Linked DNA regions of Mus musculus: region 1 is linked to region 2. A link is a contact called in public Micro-C data. All regions are on one chromosome and are shown on one strand. The core of a region is the stretch at or near the end of the contact, and the rest is flanking DNA. Distances in the headings are between cores, read along the strand shown. Region 1 holds the start of Lmo2 (LIM domain only 2). Region 2 holds the start of Fjx1 (four jointed box 1).

What was found. A called contact is a pair of places that touch in the nucleus more often than the background predicts.
Region 1: a contact with region 2 is called in a Micro-C map of embryonic stem cells, with 2.9 times the contacts expected there. The contact joins the promoter of Lmo2 here to the promoter of Fjx1 in region 2. A contact is called at or near these places in 1 of 39 promoter capture datasets (liver) and 1 of 484 Hi-C or Micro-C datasets (embryonic stem cells).

Annotation. Positions count from the first base shown.
Region 1 is chr2:103,969,012-103,976,056 of GRCm38.p6, forward strand. It overlaps Lmo2 (LIM domain only 2), which reads left to right and starts at 1,276. Exons shown (of 3, transcript NM_008505.4): 1 at 1,276-1,701; 2 at 6,994-7,045. The coding sequence starts at 1,451. All of the region lies in intron 1 of Gm38515 (a long non-coding RNA gene), which reads right to left.
Region 2 is chr2:102,450,184-102,457,147 of GRCm38.p6, forward strand. Fjx1 (four jointed box 1) reads right to left here and starts at 1,609. Exons shown (of 1, transcript NM_010218.2): 1 at 1-1,609. The coding sequence starts at 1,405. The coding sequence ends at 53.

The sequences.
Region 1 (7,045 bases), core at 26-2,525, 1.5 Mb after region 2:
GTCTTTGATCCGGGCTGTTCTTACTAAACAATGGATTCTGAGAGCACTCGGGACTTTCCTCTTTACAAACCTGAAGACTGTCATCATCATAAGCTAACGGGCCTTGAACGATCATTTCTGGACTCAGTTTCAAGGAACTCAAGGCCCAGGGGGACCTAGGTTTTTCTCCTGAAAAGTAGCTAGCTGGAATCCATCTCTTCCCTTCTGTATTTCTTTCTCCTTCTAGAACTTGTCTTCAAGCTTGAAGGAGAAACCTGCCCTTTTCTTTGTTTTATATAAGACAAAATAATAGTAAGTAATAACTGAAAGTCTTTTTATCGGGAAGGAACTTCCTCCGGTCCAAGCAAGTATTGCTGCTGATACTTTACAGAGAGGGCCAGCCTCACCGCTGGAGTTCGCTCTTTGAAAGAGGCTAGGGGAGGGAATTCTGCCGCCAGCAGATGGAGAGGAGACCCGGACAACGTGGTCCCTCCCAGACACCCTCCCTGCGGGATTAGCTGCCCCCAGCTCTGCTCAGGCGCACCTAGCGCGTGAGGTTCCTGGTCACACAGCTTGCGCCCCTCTCTGGAGAGCAGTCGCAGCTACTAGCTTGCCGCCAGCAGAGCCGCACTGTCTCGGGCATCGCAGAGCACCACGACTGTGGACTTGGGACCTCGAACCCGAGACGAGCGCGCGCTAGCCAGCCATTAGCAACGCTTGCATTTCTGCAGGTGCTTATTTCACATTCTTGTCTTTTCTTTCCTGCTGGAACGGGCGAGTGGTTACTTTCAGCCTGAGGCCAAAGGGAAAGGCAGAAGAAGGGGAACTCTGAAAAAGACAGTTTAGTGGCAGCGGGATTCTTGCCCCAGGAGAGGGGCTCAGGGGAGACTCTCGGTCTCTGCCGCGGGCCCTTTTAAGAAGCCAAGTCAGGGCTGCCGCTGTCGCCGTTGCTGCTGCTGCCGCTGCCGCCGCCGCCGCCGCCGCCGCCGCTATTTGGATTGCTAATCCCCAGGAGCCCCGTTTAAAAAAAAAAAAAAAAAGGAAGAAAAAAAGGGGGGAGGGGGCGGGCAGCTGTCTCTTTAAATGTGATTTCCTTCTATTGTATTTGAATCGTGATCAGGAAAAAGGAAATGAAACCAGAGACAGAGGGAAGCTGAGCGAAAATAGACCTTCGCGAGAGAGGAGGGAGCCTGGGGAGAGCCGCGCGGTCAGCTCCCCGCCCCCAGGCCGCCGCCCCCTCACTGCCCCCGGCGCCCCGACCCCGGCGAAGGTGCGAGGGGCTCGGGGCGACCGGGCGGAGCCGGCTACTGCGCGCGATCGGGACCGGGCGGCGGCGGCGGCGGCTGTGGTGACGGCAGCGGGACCGGGATGGAAGGTTAAGTCCTGAGCAGCGGCAGCTGTCGCAGCCACCGGAGGGAGGCCGGGCTGCTCCCCGGCCCCCTGCCTTGGCCGCCGCGCGCCGGGCAGCTGGATGATTCGCTCTCTCTCTTTGGCGTTTGAAGGGAGCGCGGTGACTGTCCTTGAGCGTGGAGGGGCGAGCTCGCCAGCGGAGCGACCGAGCAAGAGGAGGCGCAGGAGCGGCGGCGCCCGAGCACCCGAGGGGGTCCGAGTCCAGGCAGCTAGCCAGCCACGCGCCACAAAGGGAGCGCCCCCGCCGCCCGGCACGCCGCCCCCCTCCCCAATGTCCTCGGCCATCGAAAGGAAGAGCCTGGACCCGTCTGAGTAAGTGTGGCGCTTCTGTTCCGGCACCCCAAACAGGGTCCCAGGCTAGGCGCGAGGGGCTGACTCCAGGTGCGCGCCCGCAGCGTGCCCTTGATCCCTCCGTCTCCCAGGGGTTCTCTTTCCTCGCGGGTGACTCTGGAAACACCGAGAGGGACTGGGCGGCGGAAGCTGTAACTGGGATCGACCCTGCGGACCGCTCCGGGCTATCTGGAAAGCTCCCCAAACCTTTACCAGGGCCAGAAAGTTTGCCCAGGAGCTGGCACCCGGAGCTCTGAGGCACAGGTGCAGGGCAGGGAGAGTGGAGGACAAGATTCTGCCTTCTCCCTTTTCGTCCCACCCTCTCCAGGTTCCCTTCCTTTTTGTCCATTTGGCCTTGGAAAGGGGGGCATCCCAACTAGAACATCCCGGGGTCTCCGACGTCGACTCTCCTACCAGGCCCGGAGTAGAGCGGACAGTTGATGAGGTCCGCTTGTCCACCTGGGAACTGGTTCTGGCCTCCAGAGACTTCTAGAATTGCTAATCTGTCGTTCCTCCCGGTACATGTTCGCCCCTCCCCTGAGTTTCCTAGTGCGGGCATGTGAACCTCGAAAGTTAGTGCACATTTTTTTTTCTGTCTAGTATGTTTTTCTAGGGAGCAGAATCTCATCGAACTCTCAGAAGGGCTGTGTGTGTGTGTGTCAGCGAACCAGAGCTTTAATGAGCATGTACTGTCTAGTGCTCTGAGCTTTGCGCTGGTTTGCAAAGAACAGCCCCCCCTCCCTTCCCCATTCCACAGCCTGTACCCTCCTAGCCCATTCTCTAGCCTTAACAAGGGGAGCCAGGAACGAAGGTATCGGTTTTTTTTTTTCCACGTCCACACAAATGCCCTTTTAAGAGTCATTAGCTGTCTGGTTTTGAGTTTTTATTCCTTTGAAGTCCTCATCTAATCCTTTGAAGGGATTTGTTAACACAAGACCAAAGGCACTGCTAATGACTTGTCCGTTTGGGCTTTTAAGATGCATTTGTTTTGGTGGGGTTTTGCCCCCCTTTTCTTTTCTTTTCCTGCTTTAAAAGAATTGTGCTTTCCTGCTGGAGTTTTCCTATTCACCCCCCCCTTCAATTTCAGCCTTCTGTGGTGTTTATTTACCTGGGCTTTACCCTCAGCCAGCAGCATAAAAACCCAGCGTGTTCTCATAAAACACAGGAAGTCCCACGATCCAGCAAGAATATAAACATCACTCTTCAGTCTTGAAGGTTAAGACACTAGCTCAGAAAGGAGCTAGGTTTGTTGGCAAGAGGACCAGCTTCCTTAAAATCTCAGGAGAGAAACAACAACCCTTTAAAGAGTCAGTGTCTATAGCTTGTTCCCTTTTAAGCATAAGCTTAGAATTACATCTGGGCCCCGAGTTTTCAGAAATTGGACAAGACATAAGATTACACAGTTGGGGAGGCAGTCTGGTGAACTGCTGTTTACTGGCTCCCTATCAGCACAACCTAACCACTAATCCTTTATTAGATGTTGAATCTACAGAGTTTGGCTTCTTAAAAAAATTACTAATTACATGAATGTGTGTGTGCACCTAAGCTCAGGTCCCCTGGAGGCTAGAGGTGAAGGATCTCCCTAGAGTGGGAGTCACAGGTAGTTGTGAGCCATCTGATTTGGGTGTGGAGACTCCAACTTGGGTCCTTTGGAAGAACAGAAATCATCCTTAAACAGCTGAGCCTTCTCTCCAGCCTGGGAATTGTGTTCTGTAAAGGAAGTTTACTCTTGCTAAAGTTGGTGCCTTTTATTGCCTCAGACTAGAAAACTGAAAGGTATCTCATAGCTGTAGTAGTGAGCACCTACCTAGTTCAGGAGGTCCACTGGTAGTTCATCTTTCCTGCAGTATGTGTCCGGTAAAGGAAGGCTGTAACTGAAGATGGACAAGCCCCGTGGGAAATGTCTGTGGAACATTTCCCCTCTTTCTGGGAAATTGTTGAGAAATTTTTGCCAGAAAATCAAAGCTAAAGAGATACTCAGGTGTCATATTTGGGACAGGCTGGCGGGAGAATATCAAATATTAACTTAAGGTAAATCTCATTTAGTCTTTGGCTTGAATTGTTCAACAGAGGTAATGGCATGTCATTAATTATAGAAAGATAGACCGAGTCCGAATCTTGTCCTGTCTTTATCTGTTGTTCTCAGACCCTCGTGTCTCTTTCTCGTGCAACTAGCTCTCCTGCCAGCGGCCTCACTGAGTGCTTGCTCAAAGCCAGCTTGGGTCTTTACCAGCTTGGATCTCCAGATGCAGATCGGTCCTTGCCTAGGCACGTGCAAAGGTAGCGTGTGCACAGGAAGCCAGTATTCATGAACACAGATATCCTTCACCATGCAATTGGTGTTCCCTTCTGCTTCCCTACAGGTCATTTTAATTCTAGCGAATTTTGTTCCAGCTAAGTACAGATTCTTCTCTTTCAAAGTTGGCTGCAATAACATCCACCCTCTGGGCATCAAGCATGATGGGAGTTCTGTGAGTGTTTTTGAAAGCCCACTGTAAAACCTTGAGCTATGCAAAGGATGGAGATTAGATTCTGAATTGGTGCACTTGAATAGGCCAAGGATCTTAGTTAACTTTCAAATATGAGGATGGATGCCTTATATATACCCTATAGAAACAAAGGCTCTAGTAGGAACCTGACAGGGTTTCTCTTTGTAGTTCTGGCTGTCCTGAAACTCACACTGCAGCCCAGGCTGGCCTCAAACTCAGAAATCCACCTGCTTCTGCCTCCAGAGTGCTGGGATTTTTAGGTGTGTGCCACCACTGCCTGGCAACTTCTAGTGTATTATTAAAACGATTTAAGGTCTTAGCCCACCTCACCCATAATTCTGTATACATGAGAGACTGGGGCAGAAGAATGGAAAGTTCCAGGACAACCTGGGCAATTTAGTGAGATCTTGTCTTAAACTTTAAAAGGAAGGAAAGGGTTTTCGAGCTGCCTCAGCTGCTAAAGGTGCTTGCTCTAAGTCTGATGACCTGAGTTTGATTCCTGGAACCCATGTGAAGGGAAGAGAGAACCGGAATACAGCTCAGTGGTTAAGAGCATCCCCTGCTCTTACATGGGACCCAGGTTGGATTCCCAGCACCCATACTGGGTGGCTCACAACCCTCTGTAACCCCATCTCTAGGGTATCTGAGGCCCATGGCCTTCTGGGGCACCTGCCCTTGTGTGCATCTTCACCCTTCCCCCCCCCCCACACACACACACATACAATTATAAATAAAAATAAACCTTTAAAAACAATATAAACAAACAGAATTGAGAAAGAAGTCAGTGGTGGAGCACTTACCTAAAGCGACTAGGGACCTGGGTTTGATCATCAGTACTGAAACAACAAACAAACAAACAACACCTAAAACCTGACTTGATCTTTGTTTTTCTCAAAGAAACTGACCTGAGCTTCAAACTTCCTGGTTCTAAAAGAAGATACTCTTATATTTTGTGCTAAAATGGTGGGTTTGGCATTAGCATTTAGCTAAATATTGACAACGGATGCTTAATAGTCTCCTAGATAGGGTCACCTGTAGATGCTGGAGTGCCCTATAAACACTCATTCCCTGAGTCTCACTGTCCCCAACTATAATGAAGCTGGGCTTCATGGGTACAGGCCAATTACGCCACAAGGTCATTTGGTAAAAGTGCCAAATAAAACTAAGAGACACAGACATATCACCTAGGGTACTCAGGAGGAAATTCCATTGGAGATTTCATAATAGGAATAAAAACCAATTAAAAAAATTTTTATACTAGATTTTTTTAAAAGCAGGTTTTATTTGAACAGTGTTCCAGGAACACATATTACAAATTAACAAGCATTAAGTATCCCCTGTCTCCTATCTGACATCACATTCATTTCTTCCATGCCGTTTTCTCTCAGTAAAGTTATTTCTTACATGTAAAACAAAAGTGGTCAGGTTCCAGGGAGGCAAAGCAAGCAGAAGGCCCTATGTGTGACTTTAAAGCAAATTTTTACATTAGTGTGTGTGTGTGTGTGTGTGTGTTTATCTATGTGCATGGATAGAACAGCCTGCTGTAATTGGCTCTTTCTTTCCGCTGTGTGTGTCCTGGGGACCACATCAGATCATTGGGCTTGGTGGCAAGCACCCTCACCTCCTAAGCATCTTGTGATCCCCTACATAACACTTTTTAAATGAAAGAACACATCCCTCAGGCTCACTGTGAACACCGTGCCTGGATTGAGACTTTGGTATCAATTTAATTGCCTTCCACTCTCTTTTAAATCCATTGTTTGGCCCCCTCCTCCACTCTCTTTACTAATTTGATTTTATTCAAACTACTTTTGCTGTGGTGAAAAAAGTTTGAAGGAAAAAAAAAAACCACATCACCACTATCCTCTGTCTGTTTAAGAGCTGCATCGTGACCTAGATTTCCTGCCAGAGTCATTCAGATCTTGTACTTCTTTGAGACAGTGTCTAACGCAGCCCAGAGCCTCCGGATGATGCTGATAAACTTGCCATCCTGCTCCTCCAGGTTCCACCTCAGGATGGACTGGGTGTATGTCCCCACTTTAGGTGGTACTGGAGAAATGACCGTTGGGCCTCTGACATGTTGGGCTGTCTCTCTACCTATGAAACCGAATCTCCATCCAAAGACTCATGCAGGATGTATGGAAGAATGCAGAACTTCAATCGGAATAATCAGATATTGACGGAACTTTCTGTTTGGGGAAGAGAAGGCAACCAAATATAATTTCGATGGCTTTCTTCCTTCTCTACCTTTGATTCTGTGCAGCGGGAAGGTCTTTGTAGGGTGCATTCAACAGGTTATCTGTAGATTGTTAGCACACTGGGGGGGGGGGGGGTCATCAGATGCTTTGGCTGTGAGCAACTCCTTTGGTCCCAAGTCTATTCTTTGGGATTCTTTGGCAGTGCCTGTGTCCAAAGAAAAAAGGGAGGGAGGGCTGGGAAGATGGAGGAGAGTAGGAGGGGAAGGAGGAAGAAGCAGATTGGATCAGAGGTGCCTGCAGAGATGCTGGAATGTAGTCAAGGGTCCAAGGGCTATCTGTAGGTGCCTTGGACACCTCCTGGTATCCCGTCTTCAGTTTTTCAGATGATAAGGTCTCTCTAGCCCACTCCCGTCTTTATCCAAGGTTGTCTGTGTCTATGCAGTCTGAATTTGGGCGTCCTTTCTCCTTATACTGCTGGAAGGAAATGTAGTGAGGTTCCCCATAGAACCTTGGGCATGCAGTGATTCCTGGGACTTTGTGCTTGTCTCCCTTCAGGCAGCATATCCTAATGCTTGGCTCTTCCCCAGGGAACCCGTGGATGAGGTGCTGCAGATACCCCCATCCCTGCTGACATGTGGT
Region 2 (6,964 bases), core at 359-2,858:
GCGTTGGCTGGTTGGTCGTTGCCCGTGGCAGAGAAGACAGCCCTAACCCCCATCATTCATACCCCAGTCCCTCTCTTCCTCGGAGTGTTATTAAGTCCCCGGGCCGGCGGCCGTACTTGGCCTTGCAGTGCAAAATGTGTTTGGCGAGGAAGTCAAGGCGGCGCTGTAGCAGCTGAGCGTGGGGTTCTGAGAGCTCCGCCAGCTCTGGGAAACGCGGTTCGTGGCGACTGTAGAGGCGCAGCAACCGGGCCGCCGCGTCCTGACCCCGGTGCAGCTCCAAGACGCGCCTAGCAGTCCGCTCTCGGAATACACACACCGACTGTAGCAGCGGTTCGTTATACTTGTCCCACATGCCGGCTACCCGGTAGCCGTGCACCAAGCCCGCCTCATTGTCCAGAAAGACCAACGCCCCTCCTGGTCCTCGGTGCAGGTTGCTCGTAGCGCGGTGCATAACGCGTGGGTCCCACTGTAAGCTGAAGAGGTTGCTCACAAGCCGGTCAAAGTTGGCCGTCAGGTAATCGAAGAGGATCAGATCGGTCCATTGTACCAAGTCCACCAGCTCCGCCTGGCTGAGGTTGGTCAGCTCGCCCCCGGCGTCGCGCAGGGGCCGCAGACGGCCGTCCTCTGATCGCCAGGGCTCGGGCACCACCACGTCGGTGAGGTTAGGCAGCCAGCGCGTCAGGCTCACCACGCTGCCCTCGGTCCAGTGCGCGGTGCGCAGCTCCTCCTGCACCTGCACCCACTGCGCGCCCCGAGCCTCCACCCGAGCCAGTGCCAGCGGCGGCACGTGGCGCTGGAGGCCCAGCAGGCGCGCAAGGTAGTAGGACAGGGCCTCGCCCTGTATCTGCTCTGGGTTGATGCCGTAGCGTACACAGGCACGGGTGCCGTCGGCAAAGCGGGCTAGGCGGTTGGAACTGCGTCCGCAGCCCCCGCGATCCAGAGCCACCACCCGAGCACCCCGTGCCACCTCCAGCCACGCTGCTGCTTGGGCTTCGGAAAAGCCCCGGGGAACCTGCTCCTCCAGGCCGCGGCTCCAGAAGACGCCCCCGTGCACCGCCCTGCGCTCCTCTGGCCAGGACAGCCCGGAGGGCTCGTGCCGCCCGCGGTCGTCCTGGTGCCTCCTAGGCGGGTTATCCGCGCCGGCCGCCAGGGTGAGCAGCGCCCGGAAAGTTTTCAGGGAGCCGCCGCGGGCGTCCCATACTAGGGGCGGGGGCAGAGGGAATCGCGGCTCGGGCGCGGGGCCGCCACTCTGGATCGGATGCGGAGGGAGTCGATCTTCGGGCGGCCGGGAGGCTGGCAGCTCGGTCCGCGGTGGCAGGAGTCCTCCCCACAGCGTCAGCAGCGAGCTCAAAGCCAGCAGCCAGAGCCCCGCGGCGGCGGCGGCGCCCCGCATCTTCCTCCCCATGCTCCTGCCGGCGCGCCGGTGCCACCGCCGCCGCTTCAAGCCAAGCCCGGGCGCCCGGGTGCGGGCGGCGAGGCGGGCCCGGCTGCTAGCTGGCTCCGGGGCTTCGGGTGCCGGAGCCCCATCGCGGCCGCGGAGCGCTGCGGGGCTCTGGCCAGCGCTCTGCCCCGGCGCTGGGAACTCGCCTCCCCGTGGCTTCCCAGCAGCTTTTGTATTTCGCTGTGAGACCCTCCGGCGGGCGCGATTCACAGGCGCCCGGACCACGTGGGAGCGAGGGGGATCCCCCTCCCCCTCCTCTGCCGCCTCTCCCCGCCCCCCACTCCCCCGCCCCTTCCCTTCCTCTTCCCCTTAAAGCGGCAACCGATCCTTCCAGGAGCGAGAGGTGGCCCCACGTTCTGTCCCGGACTTCGGGGCGGGGAGGAGGCTGAACTGAGGGCGTCCGTGCGGGGGCGTCGGAGCGGGGGCGGGGGCAGAGACCAATTGTAGGGCTTGGGAGTAGCGGCGTGTCCGGTGCTCTTGTTGGGAGTGGGATGATCCCCTTGTACCCTCCTTTGGACTGTGTCTGATCTGAAAACTTCAGACAGCCCCCCACCGCAGTACAGGCAGGGGTCAGGGTGAGTCCTTTTGCTACCTCACTTGGTGTGATTCACGCTGGCTTATGTAAATTCCCCGGAAAGTCTCGAGCCCTAGAGGATGTGACTCCAGCTGGGAGAGGAACCATCTGTAGCCAATGACTTTGAACCCATAACCTCTCTCCAGATGCAAGCTCCCCGGTATGGATCATTGCAGGCTTGAGAGCAATGAGGTTAACTTCTGTGACTTTTCTCAGGGATGCTTGGAATTAAACCTTGCTGTGCAAGTTGGACAGCCAAGTCAGGTCCCCTGGTCGCATGCCACTTGGCTTTCCCATTTTAAAGAAAGTTCAATATGTAGAGATAGGGATATCTAGATAGATATAAACACTTATTGTCAACATTCTCACCTTGTTTTTAAGTTGTCATTTAGTCAGTCACTTTATTCCCAATTATAAATTTCTCCCAAACAAAGGAAAATAAACAATTGTTTTACTAGTTTAGTGTAAAGGAAAAAGGACTAGTGGGAAGTGGGGCAGTGAAGAAAAAAACAAACCAACACATTATAAAAACTGATGCATCTTCCTCCAGACTTTCTTGGATTTAATTTACCAGCAAATCTCTTGGAAACAAACTGAATCTTTCCTTTCCCTTCTTGTATCCCATATTTCAAACTGGAGATTCTTAGTCATAAGATCAGAGCCGTGAGGGGTCCTGAGAGCCAGAGCTGGCACTGCCAGGGAACTGTCCCAGGACAGTACGTATGCTAAGCAGGTTCTCTTCTGACTCCTCCCCGAGTCCTACAGCCAGAGTTTAAAATCGGTTTCTTTCACATTGTGTGTGTGTATGTGTGTGTGTGTGTGTGTGTGTTTCCTTTCCCTATATTCCTCTCCTGGGAACACATGCGAGGTTTCAGCTGGGCTACATCTGCCTGTGCTGTGTATATTTATTCTGGAGTTATAGGGTAGACAATGTAAAATGTTTGTGACAGAGTAGATACATTAACCTTCCAAAACATGGCTGACCCAAGGCATACACCTTCCTGGGTTTCTTTCCCACTGGTACCTTGTGTGCCACCTGAAAGTGTGGGGTCTTTCTTAAATGTGTTCCCAACCACGGGGCTTCTTGTAGTGCTTATCTGATAAAAGGATTACAGTGCCTTCCATATGGATCCAGTACAATATATTAATTCATTAAAAAGTTTTTTTTTCTTGCCTCATGCAAGCTTCCCCCTGTCTTTCCCTAGAGAGCAGGGACTGTCTCTTATCAAATTTTTATTTCATATACCAGCTAATATAGTATATTACATGAAATAAGAACTGGATTCATTGAATTTAATTTTTGTCTTTTGATGTAACTTTTAGGTGTTTTTTTCCCCCTGCATTGAGTTTAGTGTGGGCAAACTGTAAGCAAGATCTCCACCTTGTGGGCATAATCAGAATATCCTCTAATTAGAGAACTACATTTTATAGTGGTGATTAAGTTAAACTCAGAACACTAAATGCCACCGTGGGCCAAGTTATGTCCCGAGGGCAGCGGGGCAATTCACAGTGCTTGGTGACTCTGTGGTTTTGGCTCTTGGCAGAATCTGTGACTGTGTAGTGCCTAGTGACCCACTATGGTACCCTGCATGGGGAGTTCTCTTGCCCACTGTGTAACAGTGGCCAGGGCACAAAGCCTGGCACTGAGCGCATATTCAGCAATGATGCAATGATTCACCTAGAACGAGATGAAGCTTTTCAAGTAGCATCATCACGTTTGTTTGTTTGTTTAAATATCTCACTGCTACAGGATACAAAGAAACTTTTCTCTCAAGTTCTTAAAAGGAAAAAATAATATTGGTGAGGGACTGAATGTGAGGGGAGCAAGATTATTAGTCTGGGAAAGTCCACTTTAATACCAGCCACTCCAAGTTCCAGACTCTCACAGTCACACTAAGGGTACTGATGAAAGGAGGCGTGAAGAGCCAGGCTAAGATCTCATGTCTCAGATGATGAGTGGACTTCATGTTTGAGCCCCAGAACCAGACTTAGCCCTAGGCCCGAGTGTACTCATGACCAGGATGAGATGTATGAAGCGCTTTAACAGTCAAAATGCAGAACTGCAGAAAACAGAGGGATAAGCTAGAGAAAGCAAGCACACACACACACACACACACACACACACACACACACACACACACACAAACACACCCTGCAGAGTGGTATGCCGTTTGAGTTATAGCAATGTTTGATTATTTTAGACAGTGTTTATAGAACCTGCCTCTGCTTTCCTGCTAGCTGACTGCCCTTGTAGCTCCTTAGATTTGAAGCCTGAAGACAGCAAGCACCCCTGCATTCTCTGGGGCTCTGAGATGGGGAAACATCATCTCTTTAGACCTTCAGCAGTTGCGTAGGGATCCCCAAATAAGAACCTATTTTCTCTTTTAAGAATCTCTTAGTACTCCTTAAGCTTAGACCTCCAATATATTCACAGTTGCCTGAAGTCCTGTGTGAACAATGGTCAGGCTCACAGAACCACACTTTCTGGGCAACTTAGGAAAGGTGGCACGAGCGCTGGGAGCCAAGAGTGAGGCTCGAGGTTGAAAGGCTTTCCATTTTCTGACTTGTTCCTTGGGCTAGTTTTTATCTCCCATGCATTTCAATTTCTCAACTTGAGAAATGAGGATAATAAATCGCGCCAAACTTACAGGTTGTTATGCAGCTCAGGTGAAATATTAACGGTAACCATAACAACAGCATTAGCAGACTCTTACTAAGTCCTTACTTCTTCTGGGCGTGGTGTGGGACTCAGCCCAGTATGGGCTTTATTAATCCATGTAGCCCTCCAAGCAAATATTATCCTTGTCTCACCATTAGAGATGGCAAGACAGAAGCATAACCAGAAAGTTACTGGCCTGATGTCACATGGCTGCCAAGTGACAGAGTTAAGGCTCTGGCACCTTTTGTGCATTATAAATGGTAGAGGCAATGTTAAGTATAAAGATGGTTGCATTAAATCAAAGATTCAACTCAAATTAAGCTTTCCTTGAAGCATGCTTTAGGGTTCCTAGTGAGTGAAATGGTGATGGGCTCTCTCTGTAGTCCTGGCCGTAGGCAGACACTCATCATGTGCTTGGCTCTAGTGAACCTCCAGGCAGCTTTAGGCAACCCATTCCTTGCTGCATCTCCACCTGGCCTCCTTCATTCTGATTTTTGCTGAGTTACATACTCTTCTCAAAGACAGAGATGCCCAAGTGCACTTTTTTTTTTGATATTTCTACAAAAGTAAGAGAAAATGTGTTGGTGCCCACAAGTCAACCCCTCCTTCCAGGAGATGGAAGCAAGATTGTAAGTTTAAGGCCAGCCTGAGTTAAATGGTGAGACCCTGTCTTAATAATAAAGCAAGACACTCCAAAATAAACAGAAAGAAGAGAGGGAAAAGAGGGTCCTTGAAGTTTACTCTGATCCCAAAGTGATTCCATGACTCCAATGTTGGCCAATACTACTGACCTTGCCCAGCTTTCTAACTCGCAGCTACAATTCCATTGTTTGTGCTGTTATGAGCTGGGTGGCTGTGTTCCCTCCAGGCTTAAGTATTGAATTCTCAACCCTAATGCCACTGTATTAGCTGCAGGGCCCTCTGGAAAGTGACTGGATCATAAAAGTCATGATCTCCTCGTGAATAGGATTAATGTCTTTGTAAAAGAGACTCCACATCTCGTGCTCTTTTGGTCATACAAAGACCCAGGCAGAAAATTACTGGGTATGAACCTGTAGGAGCGCCTTCAGAAGACACGAACTCTCGTGCGCCGTGCTCTTGGGCTCCTCAGGGTTCAGAACTGTGATGAATATGATTTGCTCTTTGAGCTACATAGGCTGTGATACTCTGTTGTAACAGCTCAAATTAAGACAGTCTTTAGTCTCCATGTTCTTTCCTAGGTGGACACAATACCTTTGTGTTTGGGGGTTGCTCTCCCTGTCTTGGTCTTGCTATATGACCATGATGTGTGTCTTTCAAGAATCACTTAGCTGTGGCTGGAGAGATAGTCTGTGAAAGTCACTTAAAAGTCAGGAATGGTGGCATGTGCCTTTAAACTTTTATTTCATGGAGACTGGAAGGTTTGGGCCTCACTGAGAAGCCAGCCTAGTCAAAATGACAAACTACAGGATAAATGAGAGGGCTTATCTGGGAAATAAAGTGGAGAAGGATAGAAGACAGCAACCTGTACTTCCTACACACACACACACACACACACACACACACACACACACACATTGCTTAGCCAATCCCATTCTCATGTGTGTGGCTGTCATAGGCAGTCCTTATCCAGAAGGATTATCTCCCAAGCTCTCCAGAGGATGCTTGAGGCCTTGCTGTGTAGTATTGAATCCCCCACTTCCCTTTACTTCCATGTATGCTCGGTTGGATCGCCACACAGTTTACCCATTTTTATGCCCTGGTACCTCCTCAGTATTTACTGATTTACTCACGAGCTTTGGGATCCTCATTAAGAAAGAGTATCACACTTCTGTGGTGGTCAATCTGGTAATAGAAGGGTTGTGTCAAGTGGGCAGCATATACTGCATGGGTAACCTGGGCTAAAGGATAAGTCATATCCAGCACTGGAGAATTTGTAAAGCTCACCACCATGATGTTCTGCTTAACTGTAGTCCTGACATCAATGGAGTCAAAGATGATTGTCTGAACCCCGTAAAACTGTGAGCTAAAAGAACGCTTCCCTCTGCTGCTCAAATGGTTCCCTCAGATACTTGGGTCACAGCCTTGGGAAAGTAACTACTTCAGATGGCATGATTCAGATGTGGATGGGAGCCCTGCAAATCAGGCATCCTGGAGGGGAAAGGTGACTCAAGTCCACACCTTTTAGCAGAGGAGAAAGATGGAAGGAACCTGAGTTCCTGGTTTCCATTTGCCTCCGTTCACTGACACATGGCCACTCTTCCCGGAACTTCCCTGCGAATTCACTTTGAATTGGCATTGTTTATAAGTT